Regions from separate parts of the Gossypium hirsutum genome. Here region 1 is linked to region 2. The links are chromatin contacts, called in public Hi-C maps. All regions are on one chromosome and are shown on one strand. The core of a region is the stretch at or near the end of the contact, and the rest is flanking DNA. Distances in the headings are between cores, read along the strand shown.

The links. Hi-C and Micro-C count contacts between places; a contact is called where the count stands out from the background.
Region 1: a Hi-C map of leaf shows a contact between it and region 2, with 2.3 times the contacts expected there. The contact joins the promoter of LOC107962029 here to the promoter of LOC107962045 in region 2. A contact is called at or near these places in 2 of 34 Hi-C or Micro-C datasets (both in leaf).

The regions. Positions count from the first base shown.
Region 1 is chrA06:121,366,543-121,370,245 of Gossypium_hirsutum_v2.1, forward strand. It overlaps LOC107962029 (telomere repeat-binding protein 3), which reads left to right and starts at 1,618. Exons shown (of 9, transcript XM_016898245.2): 1 at 1,618-2,203; 2 at 3,444-3,588. The coding sequence starts at 3,508. LOC121230550 reads right to left here and starts at 3,498. Exons shown (of 2, transcript XM_041115456.1): 1 at 3,491-3,498; 2 at 627-2,207. The coding sequence starts at 3,498. The coding sequence ends at 1,748.
Region 2 is chrA06:121,153,088-121,156,847 of Gossypium_hirsutum_v2.1, forward strand. It overlaps LOC107962045, which reads left to right and starts at 2,158. Exons shown (of 4, transcript XM_016898263.2): 1 at 2,158-2,805; 2 at 2,968-3,083. The coding sequence starts at 2,431.

The sequences.
Region 1 (3,703 bases), core at 368-2,867, 210 kb after region 2:
ATAGTATATAAAAACATTTAAAGGATATATTATATAAAAAAATTTAAAATAACATGATAAAAAATTTGAAATAAAGATCTTATGTCAAGAGGACAAAATCATCTTAAAAACTCAAAAAAAAAGTATACATTTATAAAAAAAATCAAGCGAATAATAAAAAATGAATTATACAAATCAAAAGGATCTAATTAAAATGCAATTAGAATGAAAGGGATAATCTATAAATAAAACAAACTACTAATATTAAAATAAGGACCCATGCGCAACAGGCGCGAATTCACAGGGACCAAAGCTGATAATTACCCTGATCCCGAAACACTGCGTTGAGATACGGGCTAAAATGCAAAAGAGCTCAAATTTTGGGAAAAATTCAAAAGAAATCAAAACAAATCAAATGCGAATGGGAGCTAATCATAATGCGGTGCAAAGGGGAAGGACCTTCTACAAAATAACCCATTTTAAGAGCTTGGTCCTGGAACAGGTTAATGCGCCGGTCCCTTCCCCTAAAACGGTGCCGTTTCATTTTTAATCCACAATAGCAGGGGATCAAGAGGCAATTGGCCATTTCTTCAAGCCTCTATTAAAGCTAAACCCTAATACCCCCATACTTTCTCTCATTTGGCCGATTTTTACCCCTCTTTAGCACCAAGCCTCAAAAGACCCTAGCCGCCATTTGACCACCCCAAACGGTGATCGACGGAGGGTGATCTGTTCGCTAGTTAACCCCACTTGGATCCCTACCTCAAGGACCGCCGATTTTACCCCCAAAATCCCCTCTATAACTCCGATCTCGACAAAGGAACTAGGGACTTCGATGGCGCGTTCGAAAAGGTAAGCCCTTCGCCTTTTTTATTCGTGTCTTCAAATAAAAATAAAAAAAACAACAAGAACTAAATAATAAAGCCAAAGAGAAAGAAAAAAAAAATATAGAATAAAAAAGTGCCCAGCGATTTAAATCGGAAATCACCTCTTGATTTTGATAGCCTTTTTCTCTATTACAATATGCGAAGTGTGCCTCCCTTGATTACATTCTTTGGCTTTGGCTTTTGAAGCCGAAAGTAAAAAAAAATGAAGAAAAAAGAAAAAAAATACAAAAAGCTGCTCCTTTTTTGTCTCTATTTTGCTGTTGTCTGCTTGTCTGCTTGCAGGAACGTGGCGGTGTACGGAGGTGGTACGATTGTGTCGACGTGGAGGCGCGAACGATGTTAGTGCTGGAGGATGCTGAAGGCTGCTGCAGCGCCAAGCGAATGGGGCTAGGGTTAGGGTTCCCAAGAACTTTCAAAGGATTAGGCCTATCGGGCTCTATTAGTTGTTGGGCCATTGAGTATTGGGCTAGGATTAATTCGGTTTTGAGTTTTAAATTTGAGTTTGGGTTTGAAATTGGGATATGTAATTTGAACTTGTGGACATTTAATTTGGTTTAATTTTTATTTATTTTTTAAATTTTGGTTTTTAGTTGTTGGGCCCGGGCAGATTTGGCCCATTACAAAGTCATAAATGTAACATAGGCTTACATATTGATCGGTGTTTAATTAACTGTTAACTCAGGTTGATTTCTGAAAAATATCAATAGCACAAAACCAAAAATCTAAAGCAATAGGTTTATCTCTCTGAATATTATCAGTCTGTAAAGAAGAAATATCAGTATCAAAAATAGGCAAAAGAAACGTGGGAGAGACATCGAGATAAGGTCACTCTTACGAGCTCGTGAGCCGTCTTAACCATTCGTTTAGTCCACCGAAAGGAGTCAAACAGTCTTGAAGAACAAGCCTAAATTCAGATAAGTCATGCCGTGAAGAGTTATACGCTCTATAACATCCCCACAATCCGATTCGAAAATTACCTTTCTAAAATTTAGTGTTCTCAACCAAGAGAGAGTCTCTCGTATGGTCACCAATTCAGCCATTTGTACCTCCCAAACAGTAGGGGCCGTTCCTAAACAACCTCGGATAAAAGACCCAGTATGATCTCGAACAATAGCTGCAAAACAACCGCCCGATGTAGAAGAGATGGCGGTGCCAACGTTGCACTTTACCCAACCATCAGCCGGCTTCTCCCAAGTGACTCGACTGCTGCTCCTTCCCGACGGAACGCACTGCCCCCTGGATAAAACAGTCGGAGCATCTTGCCACTTCTTCAAAAACCTGTCAGCCTGGTTGACAATCACAGCTGCTGGCGCATCTGTTTGCTTCCAAACGAACAGGTTTCTATGAAACCATAGACACCAGGCTAGCGTCAGAATTCTGGCACTAAATTAGCAGAAACTTGAAAAGTAGACAGCTGAATTTTGAAATCTGAAAAAGCAGAGAGTTTAATTTCCTAGAAATAAAAGTATAGGGGTTAAATCTAAATTTACAAAAGTACAGTGACTTATGGAAAAATTTATCCTTTTTATCTTATCCGATATGTAATCGACTGCCACGTGGTAATTCCTCCTTTCTAGTTTTCTGACAGCTGGAAACTATGGGTTTAATTACCTTCAACTGCCAGTGAAGCAATCTCTAATCCACCGGCTCAACCGGTTTTTTGGTCAATAACTATGGGTTTAAGCCTTTTATTTTGTAATGTCGCTTTTTTTTTTAATTTCTTAAGCTTTGAAGGGTTTTTGTAAAAAAAATTCTTCGTTTCAAATTACAACAACTCAACCAAAAAATAAAAAAATAAAAATCTGATCTTTGTTTCAGCTGAATTTTCATTAAAAGTATTGCATTTTTAATTGTTTTCTTTGTGTATATGTGTGTGTATATATATTGGGATTTAAGAACTGAAGATCCTTTCAATTCAAAAGGTAAGTTCTTGAACCTTTTTACTTGAATTATAAGGTATCGTCCTTTTTATGGTTTACTATTTGGAGTTTTTTAAATTTCCCGTTGAATTACGCCAAATTGTGAGTAAAATTGGGCTTTACGTGATTAAATTTCGAATCGAATTATACTTTGGATCGAGATCTGAGCTTCTTTTTTCGCTTCGAAAATGTTAATCGTGCCAAAGTTGGAATTTCGGTTGAATTTTAAGTTTTATTGGATTTTTTTAGCTTCCACTAATTATTTAAAAAATAAAAACAAAGAGAATAAGAATTTAACCCTTTTTTTTGCTTTGTTTAATTGTATAATTTCTTGTTTAAGTTCAAGATTTTCAATCAATTCTAATTTAAATTTCACAGTGGAAATTTTAATTTTAACAGAAATTTGAATTTGATCAAAGCTAAGCAACTGTATTCTTCTCTTAATATACCATTTTAGGATCCGTAAATTTGATATGTTCATTTTAAAAAAATTCTGGCCGTTGAATTTTCTTTTGTTTTTTCAGTGATCAAGCAAAATTAATTTGCGTTATATACACAGATATATATATATATATATATATATTAAGGTTTGTTGTGGTTATCTTTGTTATTATTCTGATATATGAGCTACTCTATTTTTGGATTGGTTTATGTGCAGAGAATTTGAGTCTGGAATATTTTCTTCTTGTTGAGGGATTGAATTACCTTAGCATGCGTGTGATATGGTGTTTAAGAAGAGGTTAGATTATGGATTCAATGCCTTCAATGTCCACGATGTACCCCGAGCCCCTCGATCCATGCGGGTATGTTCATTTTTTGTAATTGTCCTTTAAGGTTCTGTTTGATCCTGTTGATGTGCTAACTCGATCTATAAAATACAATCCATTTGGGTATGTTTTGTTGTATTGTTCCTCGTCT
Region 2 (3,760 bases), core at 908-3,407:
TATTTATTGTTTTACTGTTCTTTGATTTTTTTATTTATTTAATTCTGTATTACTTTAATCATTATTTATTTATTTTATGCACCACTACAAGAATCATGGATACGAAATTGTCCACAAAATGCCTTGATCGTGAGAAATTCAAACACTCTCAGACCAATACTTATGGAATCGATCTTGCTCCTTATATTACGAATTTTATATTATGTTTTTAGGCGTAAGATTAATTTTTGGTGACTACGACACTTGTCACTTAACTTCAACTTTTATCTCTTAATTTTCATATTATCTTAAGTCTTAAAAAAATAAGCTCATGTTATAAATTCTTATAAATATTTACAAATTTTAATTAAAATGTGTAAAAAATAGTCATAAAATTATTATTGTATTAACTTATTTTAGTATATTATAGAAATTTAGGTTAGTTGTTGTTAGAATAATCTGTTAGAATGTATTTGAATAACAATATTTTTCTATTGAAGAATTTGAAAATTTATAAATTGTTTCAAAAATAGGATGAACGATTCTGTCGAACATATTAATTGCCATGAAAATCCGAAAATTTCCTATTTGACCACGAGAGCTCACGTGCTAATCCATTTATTTAGCAATTTGACTTTTTTTATCACTCAAAACTTTCAAAGTATTTTAAAACATCAAAATATTTTATATCTATATACTATATAAAATTAGAATTGTTCATAGGTCAGTAAAGGCAAAGCCAGAAAAAGGGCCGGAATCAAGTTGTATATTTCTACGATAACAAAAGTGAAGTTTCACTATTTTAATAGCCTATATTTTTATAATTTTTAAAAGATTAAATCAAATTTTCTTCTATTTTTTAAGGAGCCAAAGTGTAATTTTACCAAATACTAATTTAAAATTTTTAAAACTATAGAAAGATTAAAGGTGAAGATTTCCATTTTAGGGGTCGGGGCCCTTGCCAAACCTCCCTTGGCTCTGCCCTTGTGGGTGGGGTTATTCGCTCAGGCCCGAAGATCTACTCGAAATTTGGGAGGGTCTGGACAAAAAAATTAGGTCCATTTAAAATATGAGTCGAGTTTTGTCTTGAACATTCAAAGCCTAAGCCTGGCCCGAACTGACCTGACTCTTTTTAAGTTTATAATATTTTATATTATGTTATTTTATATATTATCTAATTTAGAATACATTATAAAAATAAACATATATTAAATATATAATATTACTCTAATGTGAACATTAAAATAATGTTAAGATGATTATATAAAAAATTTCAATAAATAAAAAAATACAAAAGTATTAAATATTAAATTTTTAATACTATTCTAATGTGAACATTAAAATAATATTAAGATAATTATATAAAAAATTTCAATAAATAAAAAATGTACAAAATTATTAAATTTTAAATTTTAAAATAATATAATATAAATACTTTTTAAAAAAATTAAAAAAATAATATGAACAAATCTAAAATAGGTTGGGTTAATCTTTTGAAAATATGGGTGAGATTGGACAAAATTTTGAGACCTAAATTTTAGATCGAACCAAATTTAAGCAAATATAAAGTATGTTAATATTATATTTAAGTCCGATCCGATCGACCCATGAGCACCTCTATATAAAACCAGCTCCAAAAGGTGTCATAAAAGTAAAAAATAGAATAAAAATATTTTAATATGTTAGAATTCACATATCCATATAATATTATTTATCTAATATAAAAATAAATAAATTTATTTATTTATTTAAATGTGTATGATTAAATCTAAATTAAAATTTCAAATATAAATTTAAACTAAAATTAAAGTTTTACGTATATAATTACATTAAATTAAATTATTATACATTAAATTAAAATTAATGGCAAGTAAATCAAAGTTAAATAAGTAATTAATTACTTAATAGTGAATCCAGCTAACAAGTGAGGTCATCATTGCTGTCATCGCCCTCTCTGACGTGGCATTTCTTTTTCTTGTGGGATCCACACAACTAAGAAATACTATATAAAAAGCGGACGTGGAATTTTTAACAAATAAAACAAGTGAATAAGTAATAACCAATCAATCAAAGCACGGAACTCAAACAGAATAACAATTAACCGAATTCTATAAAAAACCTTGACGTCCGCCTGTATTTTTCCTTTTTTTTCTTCTTTATAAAAACCCTTTCCAGCTTAAATTTTGTTTTTCTTATCTTCATTTTCTTCCTTTAAATTTTGGTAAAGGAGATTTTTTTCTCTCTCTAATAATTTCCCTTCTCTCTCTCTCTCTAAAACGACGCCTCTCTCGAAGTAAGCCAATCGATCTTCTCGATCTTCACGCTTTTAATTCTAAAATAATTTGAAATTTTTAACGAATCACGAAATTAGATTCCTTCATAAATCCAATAATTTGTCAATTCGAAATTTTTTAAGGTTCCATTTTTTAAAATTTGTGGTTGAAATCATCGATGGCTAGTTCTGGGAACCGAGAATTTGTTGATGATCACGTGGATCAAAACGGCGACGAATCGATGGATTCATCATCGGACGGCGTTATCGAGACCTCCTCTAGCGGTGGATCTGGAGCAGCTTCGAGACAAAACAGTGAGACAATGAATGAAATCGGACTCACGGAAAGATTAACCGACATATTTGTTGATGAAAACGACGGAGATTTGTTGCTTCAACATAGCAATCGAGAAGATAGGGTTCTTCAATGGTTGCAAGCTTTAGATATGCAATTAATCGGCGCTTGTCGAACCGATGAGAGATTAAAGCCTCTGTTGAAAGTCAACTCCTCAAACGGCGTCGCCGAGGATAGATTGTTAGCTCATTTGAGTCAGGTACCTTTGATAACTTGGAACTTTAATTGATACAATTGTTTCAATTTTTTTTTAAATCGAATTCTCTTCTGAAATTATTATAAATGTTTTATTTTTTTATATCGGAGTCTTAATTTGTCTATTTTATGTGTGTAATATTTTTTGTTTCGATGAAATTTGCAGCACTTTGAGCCATCGGAAGTTGGTATGCTGGCGAGGTGTTTTTGCATACCTTTGGTTTCAGTTCGAGTGGGGAAGATTAACAAACAAGGAACTCATTTTCACCCTTGTGCTATAAGGTAATTGAATTCTTATTGATATGAGGTCTCTAATTTATCATAGATTCATCTGCCCTGGATCCATCATTCATGTTCATTAGCGGTGTAATTAATCTCTAAAAACTTACCATTTTGGTTCTCTTTTCTTTTCTTATTAAATTTGGAATTATCAAATTAGGTAAGTGGTGACTGGTTTGGAATATTAGAGACCACTTATAGTTACAATCAGAAGTGAACCTTTTTTCTGTTAGATCCATTGATCCATTCACATTCATTACCAGTGTCATTAATGGCCTTCCTGACTTCCTTTTTATTTGGTCTTTCGTACACTTTTAATTGCATATAGTGTTTTTGGCAGCTTACATTGTCTGGTACAACTCTTAAAAATTTCCCCGTAGTCAAGGTTTGGGAATTAAGATGATATTAATTGATTGTATTATGTTATATGGCGATAATTTCAACATCCCATACAGGCAGCTCGTTTAAAAATAAACAGGAATTTAGAAAATTTCTGGTCTTTCACAGTATGTCTCATATGTTTAGTACCATGCATTTTCATATGATTATATGTGCTAGCATTTGGAAGTGACTTGTTTTTAGTACTGACTTTTTGTTTGATCTTTGGACTTGGTCATATTACTGATGTATAATTGTGCTCTTTATATCTTAGTTTATTACTTAATTGTGTTGTGTGTTCT